4 separate regions of the Mus musculus genome follow, and regions 2, 3 and 4 are each linked to region 1. A link is a contact called in public promoter capture Hi-C data. All regions are on one chromosome and are shown on one strand. Each heading gives the region's core, a stretch centred on a gene start, on an enhancer-like site or on the middle of the called end of the contact. The rest is flanking DNA. Distances are from core to core; before and after follow the strand shown. Region 1 holds the start of Zfp334 (zinc finger protein 334). Region 2 holds the start of Pigt (phosphatidylinositol glycan anchor biosynthesis, class T). Region 3 holds the start of Wfdc2 (WAP four-disulfide core domain 2). Region 4 holds the start of Snx21 (sorting nexin family member 21).

The links. Promoter capture Hi-C pulls out the DNA fragments that hold promoters and counts their contacts.
Region 2: a promoter capture Hi-C map of cranial neural crest shows a contact between it and region 1. The contact joins the promoter of Pigt here to the promoter of Zfp334 in region 1. A contact is called at or near these places in 2 of 39 promoter capture datasets (cranial neural crest and liver).
Region 3: a promoter capture Hi-C map of liver shows a contact between it and region 1. The contact joins the promoter of Wfdc2 here to the promoter of Zfp334 in region 1. A contact is called at or near these places in 3 of 39 promoter capture datasets (cranial neural crest, liver and pre-B cells).
Region 4: a contact with region 1 is called in a promoter capture Hi-C map of liver. The contact joins the promoter of Snx21 here to the promoter of Zfp334 in region 1. A contact is called at or near these places in 9 of 39 promoter capture datasets (the 3T3-L1 cell line, cranial neural crest, frontonasal cranial neural crest and 5 more) and 2 of 9 other capture datasets (liver and macrophages).

The regions. Positions count from the first base shown.
Region 1 is chr2:165,386,705-165,390,264 of GRCm38.p6, reverse strand. It overlaps Zfp334 (zinc finger protein 334), which reads left to right and starts at 2,006. Exons shown (of 5, transcript NM_178411.3): 1 at 2,006-2,304; 2 at 3,277-3,339. The coding sequence starts at 3,325.
Region 2 is chr2:164,495,602-164,499,161 of GRCm38.p6, reverse strand. It overlaps Pigt (phosphatidylinositol glycan anchor biosynthesis, class T), which reads right to left and starts at 1,637. Exons shown (of 12, transcript NM_133779.2): 1 at 1,405-1,637; 2 at 1,119-1,296. The coding sequence starts at 1,603.
Region 3 is chr2:164,560,744-164,564,303 of GRCm38.p6, reverse strand. It overlaps Wfdc2 (WAP four-disulfide core domain 2), which reads right to left and starts at 1,588. Exons shown (of 5, transcript NM_026323.2): 1 at 1,500-1,588; 2 at 853-996; 3 at 92-247. The coding sequence starts at 1,578.
Region 4 is chr2:164,784,146-164,787,705 of GRCm38.p6, reverse strand. Snx21 (sorting nexin family member 21) reads right to left here and starts at 1,685. Exons shown (of 3, transcript NM_133924.3): 1 at 1,382-1,685; 2 at 851-1,008. The coding sequence starts at 1,640.

The DNA.
Region 1 (3,560 bases), core at 757-3,256:
TTCTAATTCATTTTCAAATCTTCTATATTAATTTTCTTGTTCCTTACTTGACTTAAAAAAATACTAAATTGAAGTTATTTCTAGAAGCACTATTAATAATTGAGCCCACTCTTTCACTTATTATATCTAGAAGCCAACTGCATTCCCTTCCCCCATACATTTGCTTTTAAAATCTATCTTTCCCCAAAGTCATTTCAGTTTTCTTTTGACTTGGCATGGGTTCGGGTACATACCCCTGAGAATGGCCCGGCACACACATGGAGCTTGCAGATCTGGGTCCTCTCTCTCGACCATGTGGACCCCTGAGACCCACAGCAGGTCATCTGGTTTGTTGGCAATGCCTTTATTTACTGAAACATCTTGCAGACCCACCATGTATTTATTGCTCCATAACAAACTACCCCCAAAATCTGGTGGCTTAAAATGATGCAACTGGTTATTTCCTCCGTGCTATGAGGCTACTGGTACGGACTTTGTGGCTCTGTGTGTGCTTACAGGTATGCACTTTGTGGCTCTGCTTTATGTGAGTCTATATGCAACTGAGGCCACCCAAGAATGTAACTGCATGCAATGTTCAGGGTGGCTCACTCCCTGCATCTGAAGTCTTGACAAGGATCCCTGGAAGGGGAGGCATGGCTGGGTTTCTGGGAAATATTTGCCTTTTCTCCACATTGCCTCTCTGCTTCTTTTGGTTTCCACTTGATCTCTGGTAACTAGTTAACTAAAGTCATACACAAACTCTAGGAACACCGCAAACAAACCGGACTGCCAGGATATCAGGTTTGCTTTTTGAAGCCTGCAGTGTCCCTTCTTATGACCCCTTTATTTAAATTACATCATGGCCACGTTTGATGTGGGAGACAGTATACAAGCATTGAATCCCTGGAAGTCTGGCTCACTGAGAGCTATCTCTCAGCCTCTGCATCTCGAAGTTCCTTTTGGTATTTAAACATAACAGATAACTGTGTCAGAAACTGTCTGGCCTTCCAGTGACTAAGATATTCCATAGCTTTCCTCTTTTAAAATATATACACGGGGGCTGGTGAGATGGCTCAGTGGTTAAGAGTGCCGACCGCTCTTCCAAAGGTCCTGAGTTCAAATCCCAGCAACCACATGGTGGCTCACAACCATCCGTAACGAAATCTGATGCCGTTTTCAGGAGTGTCTGAAGACAGCTATAGTGTACAGTGTATAAATAAATAAATAAATATTTTAAAAAAATAAATAAAACAAAATATATACACGTATTCAATTTGTCCTCATGGATGAAGAGCAGTTTCTATATTACTTGGATTAAATATAATTGGTCATGTTAAAATATATTGTTAAGATGGCGCAGTGATTTATAGCAGAGGAGCAGAGTTCAATTCCCAGCACCTACATGATACCATCTTCTGGCCTTCTTAGACACGGGGTACCAAGCACAGCACGCAAGTAGTGGACAGACATACATGCAGGCAGGCAATATATCAATACATATAAAATAAAATAAAATAAAAATTGAAAATATTATACTGTTAAAATATTTTGCCATTACTTATTGTGACTTCTCCTTCTGTAAAATTGGCAGGAGAGTATGCACCTGTCAGTAAAGTCAGTAATAAACAGGATGGCGATTATTTTCTTTTAAGATATTTAGAGATGGTTTGATTCTTTGTTAGGGGGTCTCTTCTGTAATTTTGGGAAGGTCGTCGATACATTTTTATTCTGCTTACAACTGTTTGGTTATTATTTTTTTCTTAATACACTGTTGGAATTTCTTTACAGAGCTCTAATTTTTTATTCTCACACTTCTTCTTGTACTCATGGTTTTTACTCGTAAATTACTGTGATTAAAGCCCTAGCGCCTCAGAGGCTATCGGCTGGGTGGGGGCCGCAACTCCCTGTGGGAAATGTAGTCCTGGAAAGACTACAGCACCCTTTGGAGAACCGTGGGAATGGCCGCTCCGAGACTCTGCGCATGCGCGGTCTCCTAGGCTCTATGGATGCGTTTCCGTTTCGTGGGGCTCTTCCAGGCGAGGCTCGAGGGGCCTCTGTGCGCCACAATTGCCTGGGGCCTTCTGGGAGCTACAAAAGAAGCGAGGTTTCCCCTGAGCCAGAGGAATTCCGGGTGGCGACTCCGGGGCAGGATCAGAAGAACCAGCGCCTTCCTGGGGCCCGCGGAGGCTTGCGCGTGTCCAGGGGCCGGGCGAGGCTAGCGGGCGCCCCCGGGGCTGCAGGCCTCCGGGCGGGCAGCCTGGGAAGGAGAGAGGTGTGTGCGTGCAAAAAGCGGATCCCAGCAGTCCTGCGGATGCCCTTGGCCCGGTAAAGCTTCGGGGGGCTGCTTAAGGGTTGAGCTGCGATTGAGGGAATGAGCAGGTCTGATTTCATTGGCGGGTCTTTCGTTTGGGAGGGAAGGGATGCCAGCCATGGCTGAGAAAAAGGCCTCTGCATCACTTCGAACAAATGCGTGTCGTTCATTAGAGTCCCCATTCTGTTTCGCCAGAGTTGCTCAAACCCCGTCCATCACCATCCTGGAGTTTACTGGTTTCCTTTATATAGAAGAATGACCCAAGAGTATCTACAGGAAAGGGTTTTTATGAGAGTCGAACTTCTTCTCAAGTGAGGAAGGCAGCTATTTTGACCATTTAGGTAGTTTGCTAGTGCCAGAACCAAGAATTGAAATCTGGTGTGTTGATTCGAAGGCCAGGGCTTTGTCTTCTGCTACACTGAAGCAGAGGCCTCCCTCTCATGAAACTGCAGTTAAGCTTGGGGGAGGGGAGCAGAGTGATACGCATCTTAAACCCCTCACTCCCTCTGTCTGGTTTTCTGATTTCATCTGCTGAATGCATTAGTAGGAAAACAGGTAATTGATACCCAAAAAACTAGATGGTAGGTAGGTAGATAGATAGATAGATAGATAATTGATACCCAAAAAACTAGAGGGTAGATAGATAGATAGATAGATTGATTGATAGAATCTCAGAGTTGCTGGCCTGCTCTTTCAGGCTTCATATATACTAGAGCTTATTGATATGATCTAATATGAACTCTGAAGTGTTGTTTGTTTTTTAAGGAGACCTGAATAAGACAGTAGTTCAATTCACACCTTTGTTTCCTTTCACACAGTAAGAAAAGCTCTGATTAGTCCATTCAAAACTGCCCTGGGCCTTCCCTCCGCAGACGCTTTCTGTATGACGCAGGTCGAAGGGTCCTTTCCTTCCAGGGCATGTCTGTGAGTCACTGTCGAGCTGCTAGCCAGTCTGCTGATCACATTCCCTGTTCTTCCTCACCCAGCCCTTGGATCACCGGTGGTTCCTGGCCCTTTCTTGAGAACGCCTGGAAATGGACAGTACCCAGGTAAGTCACCGAGGGATTCACGTCCCACCGTTGGCAGTGGCTGTTCATAGACCCGCAGCGAGTACATCTGGATGTGGTAGACGTGTATAAAAAGGCAGCGCCAGGGAAAGTAAGGGAAGCAGATCAGTACCAGAGAAGTGAACCCCAATAAACAGAAGGCATTGCCAGATGTGCTGGAGCACGCCTTTAATCCCAGCGCTTGGGAGGCAGAGGCAGATGGA
Region 2 (3,560 bases), core at 388-2,887, 890 kb after region 1:
TGATCTCTCTTGAAAGTGACAGTCAGAACTGTCATAAGGTTACAATCCATAGGAACTGAGTGGTGACTATTTCAGATCGTCACACAGACTCTTAACCCTAACCCTCCCTATCAGGGCTCTAAACCTGGTAATGTCTGCATTACTGATGTTGCAGGGTAGTTAAGAGGCAAATGAGACACCCTTAAATTCTCACTCCAGGGTTTCACCAATGCTTTAACTCCCTCTGTCATCGGTATTTTGTGGCCTATGCTGAGATAAGTTTGCAATCTCTGCATGGAAAAAATTCTACTCTAGGAAGATCACAGCAGCTACTGGGCGATTTTCTGTAGTTCACAGACAACAGCTAGAAACTTGATTATGCTTTAAAGTGAAACTCTTGCTTTATTTCACAAAGACCATCCTGTAGCCCACTGCTATCCCACAAATGTTTTGTTAGGCATGGGTATTGTTTGTTTTTTTTTAATACAAACAAATGTCTTAAAAACAAAAACAACACACCTAGTCTGCCAATTATCTGTGACCTTATATCCCAATAATAGGAACCAACCACCTACTCTTTGCCTCGAGAAATGCATGTAGTACCTCAGACTTGGAAGTTTTCAGGAGACGATGTTCACTCAATAATAATGTAATTTCTTCATGTTGTATGTGCATGCATACTGATGCAAATAGCTGTGAGGGCCAGAAATCAGCAACCAATGTCTCTTTTATTCCCTCTGTACTTTGTTTGTGTGTGTGTGTGTGTGTGTGTGTGTAGGGGGGTACTTCTGTCACTGATCTTGGAAGTCACTGATTCAGGCATACTGGCTTCCAGCAGTCCTGTTCCTCCTGTCTCCACCTCCTCAGTTATGGGCCTAGAAGCCGGCAGCAGCAACCCGACTTTTAATGTAGGTTCTGGAAAATGAAACTCAGGTCGTCAAGCTTGAGTAGCAAGCATTTTACTGACTGGGGCATCGCTCCAGCCCTGTAATATTAATCCTTACTTCCAAAATCAGTTTTAACTTGGTGTGACCGCTACCTACTGGAGTAGCAGATCCCAAGGCCAATGACAAGATGACAACACTTTGCCTGCCACACCCCCTCCATGGCCTGTGACAGGTGTCAAGTTAGGAACTCACTCGGTGACAGTGTCTTGGAACCAGACCCAGAGCTCTGCACCTGACGGAGCCTGCAGGAAGGGTGGCCCCCAGTATCGCGTCCTCCAAAAGCCTTGCGTGAACGACAGGTGGAGCTCCCGCAGGGAGTACTTGGAGATCAGCTGTCCCAGGGCTTTAGGGAAGAGCCTGTAATGGGACACTGAAGAAAGCAAGGCAGGTGAGCGGCGACCCAAGCCCCACCCCTGAGTAGCTCTCTTTAGGAACTGAGCAAGGTGCTGCAGACATTTTCCTGGGGTCCTGAACTCACCTCCTTCCCGCTGCAGATCCGAATCCCAACGCGTGCGGAACTGGAATGTGGCGGCCACGTCGCCGGAAGGCAGTGGAGTGATAACGAGCTCTTCTCGCAGGCTGTCGCGTGGGCCCTCCGCGCAGCCACAGCAGCCCCGTCCCACCAGCAACAGCACCAGTAACCGCAACGGCAAACCGAGCGGCATGGCAGCCGCCATACCTGCGGCCGCTTCCGCCTCCCAGCATCGCCCGCGCCCACCAAAGGCGGTCATCCAATAGGAAGCCGGATGAGAGAGGACTTCCGGCGCCGTCCCGGAAACCACTCCGAGGTTACCGGAGGGACACGGAGGTCCGTCAACAGATCGTGGATTTTGCCGACCTGGCCTGAAGGGGTGTGGGCGTGTGGCGGAGGAAGAGAGCTGGCTTGAGGGCCCGCGCACCTATAGGTGCTTTCACCAGCTAGGAAGTGCTCGATATGCAGTGTGGCCATCCCGGTACCAAGTGCTGCTATTACAGGCGTGAGGTAGAACCGTCCAGTGACTCTATTTACTTGGCTCAAAACCTAGCCCGCAACGGTGAGGGCAGAGCTGTCCTACCCCCTCCCTGTGGTCTTAATAAAAGAATATAATAAAATAAATAAGAGTGTATGGCAAAATTGAAAGAATTAGCAGCTATTAAACATGTTCCTCCAACCATGTAAATTAATTCCACCATTAACATGTTGCTATGGGTACACACCAACAAGCCCACTCATCTATTATAGCATTGATTCCATCACGGAGTAAATTTCACACATGGGTATTCTGCATTGTCAAAATTTAGTTTCGTTCAAAATTTTCTCATAAAATTACCTGGGTTTTAATTAATAAAATATTGTAACTCCAAATCTTACGGAGATATAGAATGTTCCTAAGAACTGGGGCTGGGGATGAAACTAACTCAGTGGCAGAGTGCCTAGTAGGCATGAGACCTTGGGTTCATACTCGACATAGCAATGTGTATTGGGAGGGAAGCCCTAAACTTAAAGTCCCACCTAAGGTCCCAGAAAATGGTCTAATGCCTCTTTCCTGTCAACATCTATCTCCAGAACACATTGTAGAGGCAACCAGTGTTCTTGTAATAGATTAATCTGTTCTAGGACTAAATGTAAATGACAGCATAGTATGAGGTTTTGTGTGTTCTTTCCTGAAAGGAATGATTTTGAAACCACATTGTGGTTTAGAGACAGAAACCATAGCTTCATGGGAGTTGGCTCTACATCCTTTCCTCATCTCTAGGGAAACAGTGCTGATTGGCCTCGTGTTCTCATGTGTATAAGGTTATTTACTGCTGTGCAGTGCTAACATTGTGTGGGTAAGCCAGTTTCTCCACTGGAGACACTCCATGGGCAAAGGAGTGCTTGGTAGTTTTGGTTATAGTAGGCAAGGATGATTATAGTCTGTACAAGTGGCTTTGCACACTTAGGTTATCATGTCCCTTGGGAGAATATTTAGGAGTAGGATGGCTGCAGCAAAGAGGAAGTGCAAGCAACTGTCAGACCTTTCTCCAAAGTCTGTCATTTTTCTATTAAAAACAGGAGAGTTTAAGGCCAGCCTGTTCTACATAGTGAGTTCTGGAACAGCCAACACTGTAGTGAGACTCTATCTCAAAACAAACGGACAAATTAAAAGCTCAAACATCAAGAGCTCTGGTTGTACTGCATCCTGGTTAAAATCTGGTGTTAGGTCTGGGACGCAGTGATGCACAGGATATCACTGTAGGGCTAATTTGCATTTCCTTAATAATGGTGTTGAGTACTGTTAATGTTCATTATCCATTCACTTATTGTTTCTTATGAACATTCTGCTATATATCTTCTGTACATCTTTTAAAAAAAACTTTATTATTGAGCTGTAGCTGTTTCCATATTAGGCTGATTTGGCTTTCCCACTTACCCTCCAGGAAGCACATTCATGAGTGAGTTTGTGGACAGGCTCTTGGTAAAGCACAGCTGTCTTTCTAGGAAGAGCCCAAACTTTGTAATTAGCGTGGTCTACCAAGAAAGATTCTAACAAGAAATGAATTGTTGAAAAGATGACTTCATTCCCCCAAATCCAGTGTTTCTGATTATATTAGACATACAGGAATAAGGGAGAGATTAGATGTCAGGTAAGGATTCGGGTCTCCACACTGGCC
Region 3 (3,560 bases), core at 339-2,838, 830 kb after region 1:
CCAGAAATTACAAACTTTGGTTTCTGTTCCCCCACCCCACCTCCTAGCCTCAGCTTTTCCCTCTTGGAAATAAGATGCTTAGATTCCACACCTCGGACACCTAAGCCTTCCCTGGTCACAGCTGGTGGCTTCGTGGAGACTTGACCTCCCGGTGGTTTAGTAGTGTGGTCAAGGCCCGCTGATTGAGTAGTAGTCCCAGTCTCTGAGAGTTTAGTATCTGTCCCTGAGAGCTCTCCTTCGCTCGGTCCTAAAGGTTGTGGAAATAAAGATACAAGAGGAAAATCCAGTGTCAAAGAAAGAAACGGAACCTCTGCCAGCCACAGGATGGCGGTGTAACTTTGTGCGAGAACATTTATTTTGGCGGCTCACTTCCACAACCTTAGGATGTGGCAAAAGATTTCTCCCTCCCTCAGGTACAAATCTTGAGTCTTGCTAGGCCAGACCGTTGAGGGCCCTGCGGGAAGAACCCCAAGGGGCAACAGGTCCCTAAGGCTCGGGTCCCGGCACTGACGCCACCCAGGGTTTGCCCTCCAACTCCAGCCTAGGAAGCCACTGCTCTCAGGTCCCGGAACAAAGTCTCGCTGTGCGTGCCCGGAAGCCCTTCATGCACCAGAGAATCGAATCCAGCCAGGAATGGGGGGGAGGGGGGCTCCTTCCCCTGGGCCGCGCCTCTGTGACGCCTTTGTCCCTCGCATTTACCCCAGGCCAGACAAGGGAGGCACGTGTGGATCGGGTTTCCACCGCTTTTCGGGCTCCCTGGATCTGGGATGCCCTTCTTCGCCAAACCCAAACCCGGGCCGCTCCCACCTCTCACAACCCCGCCCTGTCCCCGCCAGGTCACCCCGGGGCTACCATTAGGCTTGGAGCAGACAGAGCTGCAGCCCGCCTGGCAGCACTTGCGGTTGTCCGCACAGTCCTTGTCCAAAGTGCACTCCAACACACAGTCCGTAATTGGTTCAAGCTGGGGGCACTCGCCGGGTTTCTCTGCATCGGTGCCTTGGGATGGGTGGGTGGGAGCAGAGACTTGTCAGGGAGAACCGAGCCCAGTCCCACCCGCATATCCTCTCCCTGCTCCGAGATCCCCAAATTTCAACCCCAAGGATTTCGGATTCTTTGGCCCAGGGGCCCCCATAATATCATCCCAGAGAGCCTCACCCCCGAGCCAGGGGTCTCTGACACTAGAGAACTCCCCAATGCTTGGCTTCAAAGTCCCCAGTCCTCTGGGACTTGAGCCTCTGCTTGGAAGCTTCCGCCATCCCGGGAGTTTCCCGCTCCTCTTCATCAGGTCTCTGCTTTCAGAGCTGAGAGAGCCCCCGCCCTTCCAACTTTAAGCCTTCATTGATTCCCCCTCCCCCCTTCCCAGTACATTCCCCGGACCCTAAGCTTCAAGGATAACTAGCTGTAGGCCCCAGAGTTGCAAAAATTAAATATTCACTGGCCTCTCACCTTAGTCCCAGAACCCCGGCTTCTGAGACTCCGGCACTCTGGGCTGCACTCACCTGTGGCTGAGATGGGGGTGAACAGTAGCAACCCTAGTAGGAGGCCAGCGGCCAGCAAGCAGAGGCGACAGGCAGGCATGGTGCAGGTGTGACCTGCAGCCAGGATGGGGGGGATTTAAGCACTCGCGCGGGGAGGGGGGCGGGGCCGAGTGAGGGGTACAGGAGGCGGGTAGGAAGCACAGCGGGCAGCGCGGGCGCCCTGCCACCTCACGCCATTTCACAATCCCCCTGGATCAGGTGTCATTCTTGGCTCTGGTGGGAACCAGGAACCGAGACAGCTTCCAAGCCGGCTGCAGCCGGACACTTGTCCACCCCTCCCTCTCTTCCTACCTTTCTAAGGCCTGAGGGCAAGGCAGGGCAGTGAGAGCTGAAAGCTCCCTGGGATCAGTTTTAAAGAGTCTGTTGACTCCCCAGGAGTCCAAGATTAAGGAGAAAACGGCAAGGCTGCAGTGATGGAGCCAAAAGGAGGCAAAAGATGCTGGGGATTAAATGGCTGAGATTGGGGCCAGATGAACCACAGCATGCAGAGCCCTGTTCAAGGATTAGTAGAGGCTGGTGTAGTGGAGGCTACAGAAATAAGACTTATTAACAAAGGAAGCCAGCTGACAAGGAACACATCCAGGAAGGAGCAACACCCGTGCAATTTCCAGCTCTCTCGGGCATTTCTTTTGCCTTTTCTTACCCCAGTCCATTGGGGCAGGATAGAGTGTTTCACTACTATGACTAGAGAGTGATGCACAGGCTGGACCACTTCAGAGGCTTGTCCCCAACCGAAGTTCCAGGCTAAAGTTTTTGGATCTCCATTTCTTCCTCCAGGCTCTGTTTCCTCCAGATGCCTACCAAATGACACATAACAGAGAGAGTGTTATGGTGGTGACTATGCAACGCTGGCACTTCAGGATATCCTTCCCTTTATTATCAGGTAAAACTTAGCAGCGCAAACCGGGTGTCTTAGCATTTTACTGCTGTGAACAGACACCATGACTAAGGCAACTCTCATAAGGACAACATTTAATTGGGGCTGGCTTACAGGTTCAGAGGTTCAATCCATTATCATCAGGGTGGGAGCATGGCAGCATCCAGGTAGGCATGGTGCAGGAGGAACTGAGAGTTCTACATCTTCATCTGAAGGCTGCTAAGAGAAGACTAACTTCCAGAAAGCTAGGGAGAAAGGCCACCCCCACAGTGATACACTTCCTCCAACAAGGCTACCCCTCCAAATAGTACCACTCCCTGGGACAAGCATATTCAAACCACCACACTGGGCATGTGCAGGAATAGACTTTTCTCTAAGAACCTCCCTGTTTGGATTTGTATAGGCTTCCATAATAAATTCCTCACCCTTTCTAACCTTCCTTTGTTGCTTGATAGTAGACTCCTTGTGGAGTCTACTATCGTGTGCTCCTGGCCTCACATGATGTCAACCACCATATCCGGTTACCGTAATCAAAAGGGGGCTGTCCGGTGCTGGTCCTGGAGTGACAGGGACCAGGTTCCACCTCCTCCACTTCCCATTTGAAGGACCTTGGGTGAAACTCCTCTCCTTTTTGAAGAGCCATTTTTGTCATCTGTAAAAATGATGGTCGAGGGGTGGGGGATGTGTCTCAGTGGACATGGCATTTGCCTGGTGTGTGTGAGGCCCTAGGTTCAATGCTCAGGGCTACAGGGAGAGGGAAAGAATGACGATTAAAGTCATGCTCCCGCCAGGAACAACCGTGAATTCCGTAGTTGTTGACATAGGAACCCTAGGGCCTGGCGTGTGACTACCACATACAGAGCCACGAGTCCCCAACAAATAATAAATGCCCACTGTTACAAAGGAGCCTGATGAGTGTAGCCTACCTTCTATGTTCCTGAGCCCCATGTCCTTGGATTCAACCGACCTCTGGTGGAAAATATTTGGGGATAAAACTGCACCTGGACCAAGCACATGCTGGCTCTCATTCTTCTTGATGTTCCTTAAACAATACAGTGCCCAGTCCTTTATGGTGGAGGGTGTTTCGCAAGATTGAAAGCGCACCAGAACATACATGTGTTGTAGGCAAACACTGCAGATTTTTA
Region 4 (3,560 bases), core at 436-2,935, 600 kb after region 1:
AAGCAGCTGCTATATCAATGAGATACATTCCAATTTGTTGTTTGGCTTTTTTTTTTTTTTTTTTTTTTTTTTTGAGACAGGATCTAAATATGTAGCCGTAGTTAGCCTTGAACTTGGGGGCAGTCTTATTGCTTCAGCCTTTCAAGTCCCTGTGCAATATTTTTTAAATGGGCCTACATTTTGCACACATATCAAGTGAAGTTAGGTGTGGAATTTTCCACTTGCGGCCTCACGTGGACACTCAAATGCTTCAGATTTTCAAGCATTTCAGATTGGGGAATTTGACACTATACAGCTACAGTTTTAATCTATCACAGTGCCAGACAATGCTAAGGTTTCCCTGCGCCTGGCCTCATTTACCTCCTATTATAATCCCATGTATTGCCTATTGCTCAAAAGAGGAAACTGGGGGCCACTGAGGCCACAGAACCCACCCAAGGGGAAGCCACTGGTAAACACAGGGGATGTGAATCAAGACTGGTCTGGATCCAAAGCCCATTTCCTTAATCCTGACCCATGCCACTGGGTCTCAATACTGTGTCCTGCTGCGGTTGACAGAAACCCACAGGGTACAGAAAGAAACACACATCAGTTCTCGTAACCTCAAGACTAGGACAGGAGGCAACTCCTAAGGCCACATTCTCAGTTTTAGAGAAACTAAGTCATTTGCCTGAGGACGTGTTCAGTTGACACCCATCTTCTCATCTGGTCTCAGTTCCCCCAGGTGTAAAATAAGGACATCCTTTTATAACTGCATGGCCACGACCCCCGCCCCAAAATCTGTGCTATTTCCTTTCTCTCAGCTAGACATCTAGACTCGCTGCTCAAGGGTTCCTGGAACCTCACTCACCACGTACTTGGAGGGAGGGTCTTTGACAACATTGGCGCTGGTCACCTCAAAGAGCAGCCTCTGTGGAACTAGGGTGTTCCGAGACTTTTTCCAGAAATCCTGCAGCTGGCGGGCCAGGAGTTGACTGCTCCGTTGTCCATCAGGTGGGGGACTTCGTTCTGCACAAGCACATGACCCGTCATTATGGGGGTGGCTAGCTCCAGAGTTAACGTAAACAAAATGCCATGACCTCATTCACAGAAGCGAGATGTGCTTCACCCCAGCGCCTGGCTTACAGTGGATGCTAAACCTCCACCCGAAGCAGCTAGCACACACGTTTGTTTCCCTGGTCCTGTGCATTTAATATCTACAAAAAACCCGAGATGGTGTGATTCCCATAGTGTTGTGAGTCAAGGTCACACAGCCAAACCGTGTCTGGAAGAGCTTATAGTGTCAATAGTTTCAGAGAGAAAACTCAGGATGCCCTCGGACCGCGTCCAGCGGGGAGGCCTAACCGAGCCCCGGGGTTCCTGTCTGTCCTCCCGCACTCGCCTGCGTCTTCTCCCGATGCCCCGTCTCCTGAGGGCGGCGAGTCGAGGCCCGCCTCGTCGTCCTCGTCTTCGTCGTCAGGGTCATCCTCCGCACTAGTGAAGCTGAGGGTGCCACTGAGGCGGGAGGACAGGCCCTCGGCGTCATCGTCCTCCAGCTCTGAGCTCTCAGGGAACTGCTCGGCCTCTGGGCCCGCCGCCGCCTCCCCGGGGCCATCGCTGGCCAGGGCGTGTCGCAGCCGGTGTAGGAGCCGCGAGGCCATGGCACCCAGGGGGGAGCGCGCCACGCTGGGTCCAGGGCTGAAGAGGGAGGGGACCCCCGCCCGGAGAGGGACCCGGGGGCGTGTCAGGGGCGTGGCACAAGAGGCCACGCCCACGGGCCGCGGCCGCTGGGGACGTGCGGGAGGCCGGCCTCTGCCCTGTTCCTCCCGCAGGCCGGGACGCGCCTCCACCCACCGCGTCCCAAGTGCGTTCGGGGCGGGCTCCCGGGATTTGGTGCAGCAGCCTGGCGGATTTAAGAGGCTCTCCGCCCAGGCAGCTCACGGCGCCGCCTCGCTGCTTCCTGCCGCCGCTCCGCCTCCGCCCCGCCAGCTCCCTCTCCCGGAGCTGTTAGAATCCCAAGCCGCTGCCTGCGGGAGGGACGCGGAGGGCAGCCGGGCGGGCCAAGGCTTCCCCCGAAACCCAGCCGGATCGTGGTGGCCGCGCCCCCTCTTGGACTCGCCCACCCCTCCTGGTCTCCTGAGGCCGCCCCAAGCTTTACCCCTAATCTCCATACAGTGCCATGTAACTTTACAGTGTAATTTCGCGGCATTTGGGAGCTCGGCTCTCCCTTGAGTGAAGCTTGAAATCCGGTTTCGTCCAGCCTAGGTTTTCTCATATGAAACAAGAATACTAATACTCATACTAAATTTTCACTCATACTAAATTTTCAGCTCTTGTAAAAACCCCAGTCCGGTGCCTGTGTGAGAAACCTAGCCCTTCCCAGTTTCGTTTGAACTTAACCTGGGGGAAGTAGTCAAAGAGGAAAACATCCAGAGAGGCTGTTACTTGTTCAAGGTTGCCCAGTTTGTCAGAGATCTCTAGCGTGGGAGCTCTTGAACTGATTTATTTTCCCACGCGTGCGGGGTTGCTTGGGTAATCTCTATAACTCTCTTGGAGAACTGCAGTTTATCTTTTACTGCAGGGTAGCAGTAGTCAGGAAAATGATTGCTGATCCCTGTCCCAAGGCTTACATGTCAGACCTAGCAGGCAGATTTGGCTAGTTAGACAATAAAACAAGTTATCTCAAAGGCCAGGTGTGGTGCTCCTGTGGCTCATGCCATTAATCCTAGCCCTGGCTCTCGGGAGGCAAAGGTAGGAGGATCATTGTGAGTTCAAGAACAGCCTGGTTTACTGTTGAGGTCCAGAACTAAATAGAGACCCTGCCTCAAAATTATCTCAGACAGTATCAAAATTAAGTATCTCCTATCCCCTTTTAGGGCGTGGGAGAGGGATGGAGGATATGAACGGAAAGACCTTCCTGGCCTTTACTGAACAGAAGGGTCTCAGATTTTAGCACTCATGGCGTCTTGTAAGTATTTCATACACTGTCACATGTCAGTCTCAGAGGATGAAGTTACAGTAATGATTATTTTTCTAAACGATTTATTTATTTCATATATGTGGTTATACTGTCGCTGTCTTCAGACACAGCAGAAAATGGCATTGGATGACCATTACAGATGGTTGCTGGGAATTGAACTTAGGACCTATGGAAGAGCAGTCAGTGCTCTTAGCCACTGAGCCATCTCTCCAGCCCCTCCCCCCCCCCTTGATGGTTCTTTTTTAATATGAGGAAACTAAGGCTGAGACTGGAAAGATGGTTTAGTGGTTAAGGGTGTGTATTTAGAAGAACTCTGGTAGAAGACCAGAGCTTGGTTTTCAGTACCCAAACTGGCAGTTATAGGCGCCCTCTTCTGGCCTCCAAAAGTTCCTGCACACATGTACACAAAACCCAAACACAAATACACATAATTAAAAACAGAATAAGTCTTAGAAAAAAGCCAGGTGTGGTGGTGCACACTTTTAATCCCAGCATTCGGGAGGCAGACAGGTGGATTTCTATGAATTCAAGAGCAGCCCGGTCTGCAGAGTGAGTTCTAGGTCAACCACGGTCACATAGTGAAACCCAGAGAGAAAAGGAG